Regions from separate parts of the Danio rerio genome. Here region 1 is linked to region 2. A link is a contact called in public Micro-C data. All regions are on one chromosome and are shown on one strand. Each heading gives the region's core, a stretch centred on a gene start, on an enhancer-like site or on the middle of the called end of the contact. The rest is flanking DNA. Distances are from core to core; before and after follow the strand shown. Region 1 overlaps pik3r5 (phosphoinositide-3-kinase, regulatory subunit 5). Region 2 holds the start of stx8 (syntaxin 8).

Region 1 (7,072 bases), core at 3,856-6,355, 260 kb after region 2:
ATGTTTACAAGTTTTCAGCTTACTACAAATGATCATTTCTAGTGTTCAACAGTAGAAAGGTACTCACTGGAACCACTTGAGGTAGAGTAAATCTTGAGTAAAGTTTATTTTTTGGGTAAATTATCACCTGAAATATGGGTAACTTATAAAGATAAGTTAAATTATTATTAAAACTTGCAGTTGTCAAGGAAATTCAGCAGTGGAACAACCTTTAAAAGCTGTATAGTCGTAATGATTTTATCAATATCTCTGTCACTTCTGCACTTTAAAAAACATACATGTCAGCCAACCTTCAAACATTTTTCTGAACTTGTAAAGTTATAGCACATTCGAAACTTTCATTGACCAGTGACTCACTTGGAGATAAAATGAAATTTAAAAGTCCCCCGTATTTTGATCTTTGCATTTAGGGAAATTAGTCTGTTGAAAAGGGAGTTATCTGTTTGTGCCTTGTTTATATATAATAAGTTTACTCTCCTAATATAGTTCCCCCGATCATTTGGATATTGCAGCTTGCATCATGTGTAAACCATCTGCATCAGGTTGAGGTTTTATTTGTTTTCTTTTATCAACATGTCTTTCTGGGCTCTCTGTTCCCAGACTATATACAGTATAGTATATGTGGCGGTGTTTATTTCTAGATGGCAGGTGCACAGCAGTAAATGGCAGGAACTTTATATGTTACCAGGAAGGAAAACAACAGTAGTACAATCCCCTTAATTATCCCTAAACATGATATTCCCTAGAAATTCTCCGACACCGGGTAGAACATTTTCCTAAATCCCTTTATCATTTACAGATATGCAAAGGATGCTGCATGTTTACTTCCCTGGTAGGAGACAGGCAGATGTGCGTGCGTTTGTTTATGTAGATGCCATTCCCTGGAATGATAGACATTTTATTGACGCTCGTCACTACTTCATTCTGGTTACACAAACGGAATGTAGAGGCTGAAACTGCATTAGAAAGCATTTTTCTTTGACTTATTTGATTTTCCATTTAAATTTAAGCAAGTAGTTCCCATGCCGTACATAATACTTTTTTGGTAACAAATTTATCAAGAATTAAGATCAGATGGGAGCCAGTGTGTTCGGTCATTTCTTTTTCTTTAGATAACCTCAAATGTTTTTTTTTAAAGTTCCAGTGAAGATGCAGCACACATCGTGCACAGAGGACCGGATCCAGCATGCTCTGGACAGATGCCTCGATGGACTCCGGCCATCGGAAAACCTGTCACAGTCTTGGAGCGGTAAGCTGATGATGGGCCACTGCTGCTCATGGCTCACTTTTGCTTAACGTCATTGTTTTTCATTTCAATGTTTAACTTCTGTTTTGTAGAATTTCTTTATGTGTTCTCCTTTTGTCATTTTCCGCTTTGGTTTTAGATGAGCATGTTTTGCAGATGTAAATAAAGGGCATATTTGGTCTGCTAGCAAATGTATTATCTGCGCTGTAAAACCCGACAGTCAGCTTTATCTAGTGAAATGAGTGTAGTTAGCTCAAAATTTACTGAAAGTTAATTCTACTCATTTTAGAAGAGTTTTGAACTCAGGGTTGAAGGTAATTAGTTAATTAAATACCTCATTACTTCAACTTAAATTGAGTAAGTTCACAGTAGCTTTTTAACTCAAATGGTTTGTAGCAATCGGTTTCCTTACACTTTGAGTTGCCTTAACCTATTGGGTTTTACCCTACTCAGATGGTTTGAGTTCTCTTCATTTATTTGGTTTTACTGTGCTTAAATTGTATTGTTTACTCAAATGGATGAAGTTCACAGTACTCATTAGGGTTAGTTTTTGTACGTAAATGGCTTGCTGCAATCAGAATCCTCAATAGTTTGTTACCTTAACTTATTGGGATTTACAGTGTGTAATATATGTAAAACGTAATATCTCAAAAATCAAAATATTATTTTGTCTGAATCCAAGAACTAATTTCACAATATACAGTATTTATATATGTTTAGACATCTCTTTTAAGGAGAGTAAAACACACACCCACACAGAGATATACCATCAGAAATAAAAGAAAATATTATTAATAGGAAAACCCCCCCGCGCAGAAAGTAATGTCTGTCTGTCAGGTCTATAAATTTTTAATAAATTGACTTGATGAAAATGTTACTTTTAGTTTTGTTATAAAGCATTTAAAATTTGTTAAATAATTTTTAAATAGGACTGGGCAATTAATCAAAAAGTAATGTCCAGGTCCATTTTTTCAATTACTTGCCATGCTGTGCGTGGAGTCATGGGACCCCGCTCTGTCAGTTATACTTACTATATTATGATTTATGCTTATTTTATTATTCTGATGTTATACTTCTGCCTTGCACATATGTGCAGTCCAGCGCAGCCTTCGCATACATGTGCACCTCCTAAGAAATGTACTTACACTTCACGACAACATGTATCACAAGTTTTGTGATGTTGGTTTGGTAGTGGCGATGACATAGAGTGGGTGGCATAGAGAGATGCGTTTCAGGCAGTGTGTGTTTTAGTTTCAGTTGTTCAACATTTATGTTCAAAAAAAATAAAAAAAACATAGATAGTAGAGAGTGTGTTTCCTTGAATTTTTCTAAAATAGATAAATAAAATATTCATTCATTAATCGTAATCGAGTTAAAATGTTCAATTTATCGAGATTCTGATTTAATCCAATTCCCCCAGCCCTATTTAAAACATTTTCCTTTATTTTTCTTTATTATTCCCGTGTATTATCCTACCCATGTCTTTGCTTGATTTCACCAAGGGTATAAATACTCTGTATTAATTGTGTGTTTCCTCTGGTTGGTGTTTTACAAATGCGGAAACAGTTTTTATTTTTTTTTTTTAATCCTGTAATTTTGTATTTTTACTCATAAATTCTAATGATGCTGTTAAAAGTCTGAGCTCTGCAGAATGTGACAAAGTTGATATACTTAGAGAGATGTTATTATGAAAAAGCCTTCTAAAGGAAATGCATTATTTGACACCTTTACTAGAGCAGGAAGCTGCAAAGTCCTTCTAGTAAAACAAAATTGTTGACATCAGCCAATGCAGCTCTTTAAGAAGACAGCAGGAGTTGCCATATATACATCAGTTCACCACAGTTCATGTTGCAAATTGTAGATTTGAGGTTACGCGTAGTCACGAAAACCAATATGATCTGTTGCTCTCGAATTGTGCACCGCAATATGTTCTTTCTCAGAACTCAGACCAAAACTGCGCATCACCATTTAGAGCAGGGAACCCCTTGACCTGACATGAGCAGTGCAGATTTTAGGATAATGGGCTTGTTAACGTGTCCGATAATTAAACAGTCCTTTCCTGTCAGGTGTGTATTTTCAGATCGATTCTTGCCCTTTATTTGTGACTCATTAAGTGTTTTTTGAGGTCATGCATACTAGCAGGAGACTTGTTTACTAGATTTCAATTTGAGGTGTAAGTAACACTTTCACTATGAAGGTTCTCATGTGTTTTTCTCTATGCATGTTTTTGTGTGTGTACAGCGGGCTGGTGTATGAACCGCTGGAGTCTAGAAGAGCTGATTAAAAGAGACCCCGATAATTTTCTCATTCTGCTGCAGCAAATTCTCAGAAAAGCCAGAGAGGTGAGAATGTTTGTATGAATGCGCACCATAGCTGAATACTGCACCCGCAGTGTTACTTTCAGTCACGTTTCTCTAGTGTATGCCCCCTTGTGGGCTCTGCAGTCTTTGACAGTTTAACTTTTAGTCTAAGATTTTAGTGTTAATTAAGCAAAATTATAAAATTTTAAATTAGGATGTTATTGAGGACTTTTTTAAAAGTTTGTTTGCAAATTGTTGATGGTGTGTATGTTTTCACTGCTGTTTTAGGTTCAGCAGGAGTGTCATTATGAGCTTGTGGCCCCTTTGGCTCTCATGTTTGAGTCCACACTACTGCAGGTAAACATCATGGATACTGGAGTTGATTGTTTTGGAATTCATTTAAAAAGATAATCAGAAAATATCCATATATCTCCATTCACCTTTGTAGGTTTTGGGTGTTTAGTGTGATTTTAATTTTTTTTACTTTTAATTAGGTTCAGTTATACATTTTCAGGAAAACATTATTAAAGCGATTATGAAAATTGTCAATAAAAAGTAAAAGAACATTTTTTTTATATTATCACATTTTTTATTAATTTGATATAATGTTTTAGTTTAGTCATTTACTTAGTTATGGGCATTTAATTATGCCTTCTCCACTGCATAAAACTGGATTTCTTTGTTACTTCATTAAAACCTTAAAATTTACCATGACTTTTCACTGCTTCACTGCTTTATTTGTTCATTTATTAATTAAGTTATTTATTTATTTATTTATTCGTTCAGTCATTCATTTTACTCAGTTTCATTTAGTTTCTTTCTTTCAGATTTACAATTTGGAAAGAATAATTTTTTTACTTTTTTTAAATATAAAACAATTTACTTTTTAAATTCACTGTTTTTTGCCTCACTAAATTAAGTTCAGAAACCCATGTACATTTTCCCTATTTATTTCAACTGTTTTGCTGCTATTTATCTTGCAGCGTATAATTAAATAGTTAAAAGGAGCTCATTTTCTTTGGTTTCAGGCTTTGTTATAAAAATTGCTTTAACCCTTTAACTATCCCACCAAAAAAAAAAAAAATTTGGATTCCGTTTCTTTACTCCTAATGTTGCTAGTTAACATACTTAATGCTTTTTTTTGTTTTATTTTGTTTTGCTTTGTTTTTTTTTTGTTTGTTTGTTTGTTTGTTTGTTTGTTTGCTTTGTTTTTTACAATAAAGTCAAAATGGAGTGTAGTAGTGCAACAGGATGTTTTAGTTTTTTTTTTTTTTTTGTAAACAAACAATGCTGCGTGTGTAATTCTTTAAATGACTTTAACAGTCATTATTTACAACAATAAAAGCATGTTCAATCTTTTGGTAGAGGGGCAGTCAAAGGGTTAAGACTGAAATTTTGGGACTTCTTTCATTCATTCATTCTCCAAGGAGCTAATTCAAAAAGCTAAATCACATCTGTCTCTCTTCCTCTTTGCAGATGCCTCTTTGTCCATCCAGTGAAAAGGTTCTGACAGAGGCATGTGAAGTGTTTCATGGCTTTCTAGCATGGCCTGAGCCCTACTGTAGTGTGTGTCGTAACCTGCTCTCCACACTGCATCAAGAGCTTCGAGCTCCAGGTACCACATTCACATCAGTAATCACAATAAAGACTTAGTTTAATCACCAGCACACACAGCTGAGCACATTAATAAAATAACAGCCCATTAAAATTGTCTTAATTCACTAAATAATTACAATAACCGCTCAACTGCAGTGAAATGCTGCCTCTCTGTGGTTTGGAAAAGCGCTGCAGCTGTTGTCAAAAGCGAGCTTTTCACTTTTTGATCAGTTTTGTGAGCACAAGCAGTTCCTTAGGAATTACTTAACATACTTAAACGTCAGTACATTCAAGATTTTGATGTTACATAATGTTGTAACTTGATGAAATTATGTGTTCTTGTGTGTGTTTGCCTGTATCAGGGATTTCGTACCACAGACTGGTAAGAGAGGAACAAGGCCTTGCCACCTCCAGTCAGCGTTCTAAGATCATGTGAGTGTGTTTCCACAGAAGTAGGAGGAAATCCTGTTGTGTCAGTTATTGCTCACCCCTTTGTGGTTGCAAACTTTACCCCTCATTTCCTGTGTCAGTTCTTGGATATTCTGAACTTAGTTTTTTTATTATTATCAGTTTGTTTTAGCATTTCTCTGAGAAACCAGACACAATAGCAGAAAATATCTCCCAAAATAGAGTAGAAAAATGCTTTTCCTACTTAGTTTTTCTCTTGTTTGTAGTCCAAATATCTAAAAATCTGTAAATCAAGAAGCGTTTCCTAGACAAGAGAAACATCTAGGGACCTATCGTACACCCGGCGCAATATAGTGCAAGGCATGACGCAATTGTTATTTGCTAGTTTCAGCTTGGCGCAAGAGTCATTTTGACATTTTGCGCCAAGCTGTTTAAATAGCAATAGCATTTGCGCTCATATGTGCGCCCATAGGCATTCTCTAAAAAAGCAGGCGTGTTTTGGTGCGTTGCTATTTTGAGAAACTGTAATAGCCTTTTTTTTAGACCAGAACAAACCCGGTCAAACTCCGGCACAGAGTGCGCCTCGCTTACACACTGCTTAATACACAAGATGTGGAATACGCAAATTTCTTTACATATATATATATATATATATATATATATATATATATAAATGAAATATTAAGGATATATAAAGGCTATAATAAGGATATGTATAGGATATAAATATAAAGAATTAAAATATTACAAAACATATTATTTTCTAGGCAATATGAATTTTAAAAACCACTGCCTTGAATCCTTCATCTCAGGAGGCTTTTTCAGTTCATTCAATTTGCTTTTGTATAATGTTATTATTATTAGCTGTATTATTTATTATATCCATATTTATATTTGTTTTATTAAAAACAAGCTTAGATTTGTCCACCTGTCAGGTTTTAGACCATATGGGGGATAGCAGGTATATTTGGAAATAACTCAGTATTTTGAGCACACTTCGTTATTACTGTTCATTAATTCGTTAGCTGGAAATTAGAACTGAACTTTTAACAACTGGCTTTTAAAGGGAATGGGAGATGAGACTCTGATTGGTTTATTCTCAAAACACACCTATAACTCATTAAGAAAATAAACTCAACCCTTTTAGACCATGTGCCACGGCGCAAAGCAGATTTTCCTGTCCTTAAAATAGCAAAAATGCATTCTGACATGCCCTGAAAGTGTTTGCGCCCTGCGTTTTGCGCTCTGCGCATGGACCGTCAAAATAGAGCCCATTGTCTTCTTTTCAGAAGTTTTTTAAAAGCAAAATATAAAATAAATTATTTTTATTAAATAATGTAATAAAAAGGTATATTCAAGTTTTTATAACATATTGACAGTAACAAGTCCTACACAGTGGCCAGAGGGCCAGAGAGTCATTCTTCTTGCAGAATAGTGGCCAGGTCACTACATGATGGTAGTGGAAGAAAATGTTTCCTGACTCTCTTCTTCAAAACACCCCAAAGTGGCTCAATAATGTTTA
Region 2 (6,731 bases), core at 4,058-6,557:
GAACATTGTGATTAAAAATCTATTTTTTGAGAGTGTCCAGGCTAAGATTAATAGTACACAACTGTTTCCTTTGTCTTTTGATTATTATTTTTGATGTGGTGTTTATTCTCTCTACCTTATGGTGTAGTGATTTTGCTCTTGGTCTGACAGCAAATGATCTTCTAAAATCATCCAGTCCTACATCTTCTGTCACATGCATAGAAAGGCCTTATTTAACTTCTATCCGTGTCAGGCTTTCTTATGAGAGATCGAGAGCATGCCACACTCTGTCTCCTTTACACACTGTATTTTACCGTCACCCTGCACATTATCAACATATTTGTGGAGCCAAAAAGGAACATTAATCAAGGCCACCAGTTCACATTACAGAGACTTAAACAAAAATTATCTTCACAGATGTGTTTTTTCTTTGTGATGGCCTGAGAGACTTGTTGATGACCAAGTGCCTGAAGTACTACAATAAACAGTGGATAGTTTTAGATATCTGTATCTGTAGATATCTGATGTGAAATAACAAGGTAAAAGGTTTATATAAAATGTGTTTTTTTTTTTTTTTTTGAAAAAAAAAAAACATACAATGTATTATCAATGTTGACAGAATAATATATATATCCAAAAAAAAAAAAAAAAAAACGTATGTAAAATTAGCTATGTAAAACTGTGTTGCAACAACTCTCAAAACAAAGACAAAATCTGTCCATTTGGAGCGTTGCAGAATTGTTTATACTGGATACATATTTTTGACGGGTGCTTTTTCCAGGAAATTCAAACATATTTCAACATATTGTCATTTATTTAAACACTCATTAGTTTGGGTTTAAAACAAAATTGTCATGTTTAAAATGCAGGCTAAAGTGTGTGCTCTCACTACTCACTTAAATGGGTTCAATCTTTTTTTGATGTGTAATAGTTGATAAAGATCACTTTACTTATATACCATAAAAGGCTTGACATGTTGTTTTGCTAACATGTTCACATGTTTTGCTAATAAGAATTCACTGCAATGGCTGATGTTGTTATGAATCACTATTGTTTATTTTATAATTTGATAATATGATTTTATTACAGTTGGTTATGGACAGCAGTCAGGTTATGAGTCGTCGTTCAGTCACAACATTTTAACTGGTTGAATTTTCCAGTCATTACAAGTAGTAATAAATGTATTTATTTATTTATTTAAATGTATTTACAAATAAATAAATGTATTTATGTTTAAGTTAATCAATGAATTAGACAAATAGGTTAATGTGTATAACATGTGAAATGACCTAACATAAATTAACCAACTACTGTATGTGTTAAATTTATAACCAGCATGCAAAGGTTTGGTCCTGTTGTCAAAGCTTAAAAACAGCGCAATTAGGTTAATTATTATCATAGTGGGCAGCACGGTAGCTCAGTGGGTAGCATAATCGCCTCACAGCAAGAAGATTGCGGTCTTGGGCTCCTGCTGGGTCAGATGCTGTTTCTGTGTGGAGTTTGCATGTTCTCCCCTTGTTCGTGTGGGTTTCCTCCGGGTGCTCCAGTTTCTCCCACAGTCCAAAGACATAGGTGAATTGAATAAGCTAAATTGGTGTATGGGTGTGTCCCGGTGTTGGGTTGCAGCTAGAAGGGCATCCGCTGCGTAAAACATATGCTGGATAAGTTGGCGGTTCATTTCACAGTGGCGACCCCTGATTAATAAAGGGAATTAGAAAAGAAAATGAATGAATGAATAAATGGAGGATGTTACAGGAGCTTGCAACATACACAGTAAAAATTGCTGGGTTACACACAATCGATTGTTGAGACAAAATGAAAGAATTTATTTAGTTAAGTTATTAGAACTTTTTAGTTTTTACAATTGTAAGTGGATTGTAAAATTAATTTACAATTAATTACAATTACAATTAATTAACTGCCCCCCCTCGAAAACCCCAAGAGTAGTGTTGTTTCGGCTCATTTTAAATATGTTTTTTGAAAAAACATCAAGCATCATTTTTTGAGTGTACAACTATTAGTGTAAAAAGTGAAATATAAATTATTTTACAAAAAAAAAAAAAAAAAACTAAAATGCAAAAAATACCATTTCCTATACTAATTTTCATTGCTTTACAACACATCACACACAACCATCAATTGTGATTTGTGTAGGTGAATTTGCTTTTCACATTTTCTACTAGTCAACAACTATATGTTTGGAAAAAAATTATAAAATTAATAGACCAGTTTATTGTCTTCCATGACTTCAGTAAGCTGTATTTTGGCAACCTATAGATTGTGTAAAAACTATTGGGTAAAATGGTAGTGTGTGGGATCAAACAGACTTAAAAACCTAGTTTACAAAATTAGTGCAAACACATCAAAACAATCAAACAAATAAACACAATAGGCTTGAGCTAACTACATTGTCTACTGTTCATTCATCTCCAAGTCTCATATTCAGCAGCACAAGCATCTTTATATATATACTTTTTGGTGAAAGTAGACTCTCATTAAAATGACTACTTCCACAACAATAGAAAAACAACCAACCAACATGGACCAACATATTCAGCTGCATTCAGCAGTTCAGTTCTAGAGGTAGGCTATACGTAAGCCAAACAGAATCTGCTGACAGTTTTTGCTGCTTCTGCGCAGAATTTTGTAAAAAATCAACAGATTTGGAAGTATCGTAACTACAAGCTTAATATATGATATAAAAACAATACCTTTTTAACTTTTAATGTTTACAATGCATATTTAATTAGATCCACTTATTTAGTAAACAAAGTAAGTCTCTCCTATAATATATCTACTAAAGACAGAAAATATCACTTTACAATATATTGTAAATAAACCATATGAATATTCTCATATTTGTCAATAATGTTACTGAAATTGATTAAAAAAATTATTAAACATAAATTTACACATTCAAAGTAAATAAGTAGACTCAATAATGGACTAAAAATTGGTTCAAATTGGCAGATTTTTGCATGCGCAGATTCCGTGTGGCCCTAGCTATAAGTTAAAGTAACATAAAATGATAATAAAAATACAGATAGAAATCATCATCTATTTTAGTTTTTACATAACAACATGTCAGCTTGTCCCATTATATATATATATATATATAAATATATATATATATATATATATATATATATATATATATATATATATATATATATATATATATATATATATATATATATATATATATATATATATTCATTCATACATGTTCTTGTCAGCCTTTATTAATCCGGGTCGTCACAGCGGAATGAAACACCAACTTATCCAGCAAGTTTTTATGCAGCGGATGCCCATCCAGCCGTCCATCTCTGGGAAACATCCACACACACTCATACACAATTTAGCCTACCCAATTCACCTGTAACGCATGTCTTTGGACTTTGGGGGAAACCGGAGTATCCGGAGAAAACCCACGCGAAGGCAGGGAGAACATGCAAACTCCACACAGAAACACCAACTGAGCCGAGGTTCGAACCAGCGACCTAGCGACCTTGCTGTGAGGCGACAGCTCTACCTACTGTGCCACTGCATATATATATATATATATATATATATATATATATATATATATATATATATATATATATATATATACTTTTTTCATAACAAGAACAATAGCATACAAAAATGAGGAATACAATGCTTACATTTTTCACATCAAAGAAACAAATCAGTAGAAAACCAAACAGATTGGAGTACAATATCATTATTGTACCAAAGAAATTGTTACAATAATGATATTATATTGGTGAGACAGTTATTAAAAAATAATGGACAACTTTTTAATTATTGTGAATTTCTCAATTATTTTAAAATCCCTATAACTGCTAAAGGACTTGTTCAGCTCTTATCCGGTTACCGTATGAAGTTTTTTTTTATTTTTTATTTTTTTTATTGAATACAAGAATAATAACATCACTGCATTGAAGAAAAAATACAATAATAAAAAATAAGAAAGAAGACAGAGAGAAAAAAAAATACACAGCCTCAATCATTAAGAAAAAAAATTGTCATAAGCTTTAAGAAACTTCTTATTATTATAATTAATAAGCTTAAGAGATTCAATATTGTACGAAATTTCAACAAGGAAAGTATTAAAATAGGTATTGTTTTTAGAAACTTGTTTTTGTGTATAAAAAATTTACAGAGTAACACAAAAAACAAAATTACAATAAGATCGAGAGCATGATCATCATCCAAGAAATACAGAAATATATCTTTTATAGACAAATTTAAATCATGTTTAAAAATGGATGATAAATAAAAAATAATGTAATTCCAAAGATGTTTAATGTGAATGCAACTATAGAATAAGTGAAATAAAGTCTCTTCATGTATATTGCAGAAAGTACACAAATTAGATATATCAAAATAATTAGCAATTTGGGAATTTGTAGGATAAACATTATGCAAGATCTTAAAATGTATCTCTCCTATTTTGTTGGATATGCTGAATTTGTCAGGTAATAACCATAAAATTTACATCTTGGGGTGGTATATACAGAGGAATGTAACAATCGTCTGACATGTCTGTTGTCACATTTTTTATCAAAAAAAGACACTCCATCCAAAAAAAGTTCAGGCATAATTGTTTCCCTCTCATTAAAGTAAACAAAAGTCTTAAATAAATGCACATAACTTTGTGACAAACTCTTTAGAACACAGTTGAAGGATTAAGCTGGCAAAGAGAAGTTATACAATGTCATAAATTATTCATATTCCAAAATATTGCCATCATTTTAAAATAAGTCCAAAACAAAAACAATTCCTCTTTCAAACCACTTATCAATAAAAAGAGATTTCCCACGAGTTAAGACATTAGAGTTATTCCAAAGAATTTCTTTGTGTGGGGAAAAATTGTGCACGTAACACAATTTCCAAGCAAGTAAAGCTTGTTTGTGAAAATTACAGAGGGAAATTGGCAATTTAGAAGGGATTAAATTACATTTTAAAAGAAAGTCTAAGCCACCTAATTTATCAAATATAACATTGGGGATATGGTAGCAAATTGAATTATTACTACGGAGACATCTTTGTAGCCAATTAATTCTAAATGAGCTATGCCTAATTAAATCTTTGAAATTTAAAACCTCTAATCCACCCTCTGAGCGCCTATTAGATGAGACTGATTTTCTAATTTTATGGGTTTTATTCTTCCATATGAAGTTCAATAACACTTTATTTACATAATCAGCAATTTTGTCATTGATAAAAAGAGACATCGCAGGACAAACACAACGAGACATCGGTTACCGTATGAAGTGTGTCTATGAAAGGCCACCGTATGACGTCGTTCCTTAACAGGAAGTGGCACTGCGCAGTTTATGTTGATGTGATTTTGCTGTGAGTTTCTGCTAAAACGCTTTTTGCAAACTCGAAACAAAAGTACCGCAACATGTCAAAAGACCTTTGGTGAGTGCCTATACTATTATTATTTACTGTCATGTTAGATCTGCATGTCAGGACAGTACGTTAGACTTCAGACTTCAACACTATTAATTTAGTGCATCTGTAACTGACAGTCAGATCAGTTTAACTTTAACGCTAGACTAATTTATCTATTTTTTTTTCTACTCCCCAGGGCTCATTTTACCCTATACTTTAATTGATCAATTATGTTTTCGTTCACATATTGCTGTTTTTACGCGTCTTGTAAAGGTTGCCAAGCCGGTTAGCTGACATTTGATTGTCACATGATTGTGTTGATGACAACCTTGTGATTTAAATAACTGGAAACCCTTATCTCATGATCCCCATTGGAAGATTTTGATAAGTGTAATCTGTGTTTTGTTTACAGGTTAGAAAATTATGATGCAGCTTGTAGGCTGGCTCAAGAAATTGCAGAAAACATCCATGAAAGAAACAGACAGCAGAGGACTGGAGGAAACCCAGCCAAGGCAAGGCAGGATTTGATTGTTTACATCAGGGGTCTCAAACTCAATGGCGGGGGGCCATATTAGTGACTGACGATTCATATGAAGCACAAGAAAAAAGTGGAAATCTGATGTAATACATTCTTACACTCATACATTCTTCCCCAGTTTATCAAAACTCCTTTTAGTTTCTCGTTGTATATGTTGAAGGGGTTGTTTAAATTGTTATGAAAATACCACATTATATAAGCATAATAATCATAATTATGTCCCAATCAATTGTTGCTTTACCAGATGTTTAACCGATAGCGTAAAACATCAGAAAAGAGTTTGAATAACTTTGTTGATTGTACTGGCAATTGTTCTTCTCAATGTCCTTCTTTTTTTTTTAAACTACAAGAGAGGAAACGTTTTTATGTATGTATTCACGTTTACTTTAACATGTGCAATTTAGCCAGCAGTAAAATTTTACTAATGCACATTTTTTATACAATTCTTAATATGCATATTAGAAAAATATATTAAGGATACATTTTTGAATTGAATATTAGCAAAATAATCATATTTACACTACTAACATAACGTGTAAGCCTTGAAGAGGTGTTTGTAAAAATAGAGCACGTACAGACATATGTTTCAACTTTTACATTAGCCCCAGAAATAATCTGCATGTGCATTACTCTCAACTGCACACTGAGAGAAACAGAAAGTAACCTGCATATATTGTACAGTACTTTAAATGTCCTGTAGGTGGGGGTCAAAAACATAAGAGGCTATATGCAACTGCACAAAGATAGTGACTCTAAAAAAATATATTTTTTTGTTGGGCCGAATCTCATTATATTTTTCATGTCAATTTCG

The links. A called contact is a pair of places that touch in the nucleus more often than the background predicts.
Region 1: a contact with region 2 is called in a Micro-C map of caudal fin, with 9 times the contacts expected there. The contact joins the enhancer-like site here to the promoter of stx8 in region 2. A contact is called at or near these places in 1 of 18 Hi-C or Micro-C datasets (caudal fin) and 2 of 4 datasets of contacts at active chromatin or transcription factors (caudal fin and embryo).

What each region holds. Positions count from the first base shown.
Region 1 is chr6:26,015,771-26,022,842 of GRCz12tu, forward strand. pik3r5 (phosphoinositide-3-kinase, regulatory subunit 5) reads left to right here. Exons shown (of 18, transcript XM_009302367.5): 2 at 1,139-1,249; 3 at 3,488-3,588; 4 at 3,835-3,903; 5 at 5,023-5,161; 6 at 5,505-5,574. The coding sequence starts at 1,150. Among named protein-coding and RNA genes, the nearest start is that of pik3r5, 19 kb to the left of the region's middle. Within about 2 kb of position 5,106, at least 12 of the 62 cell types and tissues checked have an H3K27ac peak or open chromatin away from gene starts, as enhancers often do.
Region 2 is chr6:25,757,406-25,764,136 of GRCz12tu, forward strand. It overlaps stx8 (syntaxin 8), which reads left to right and starts at 5,308. Exons shown (of 8, transcript NM_200375.1): 1 at 5,308-5,409; 2 at 5,795-5,894. The coding sequence starts at 5,393.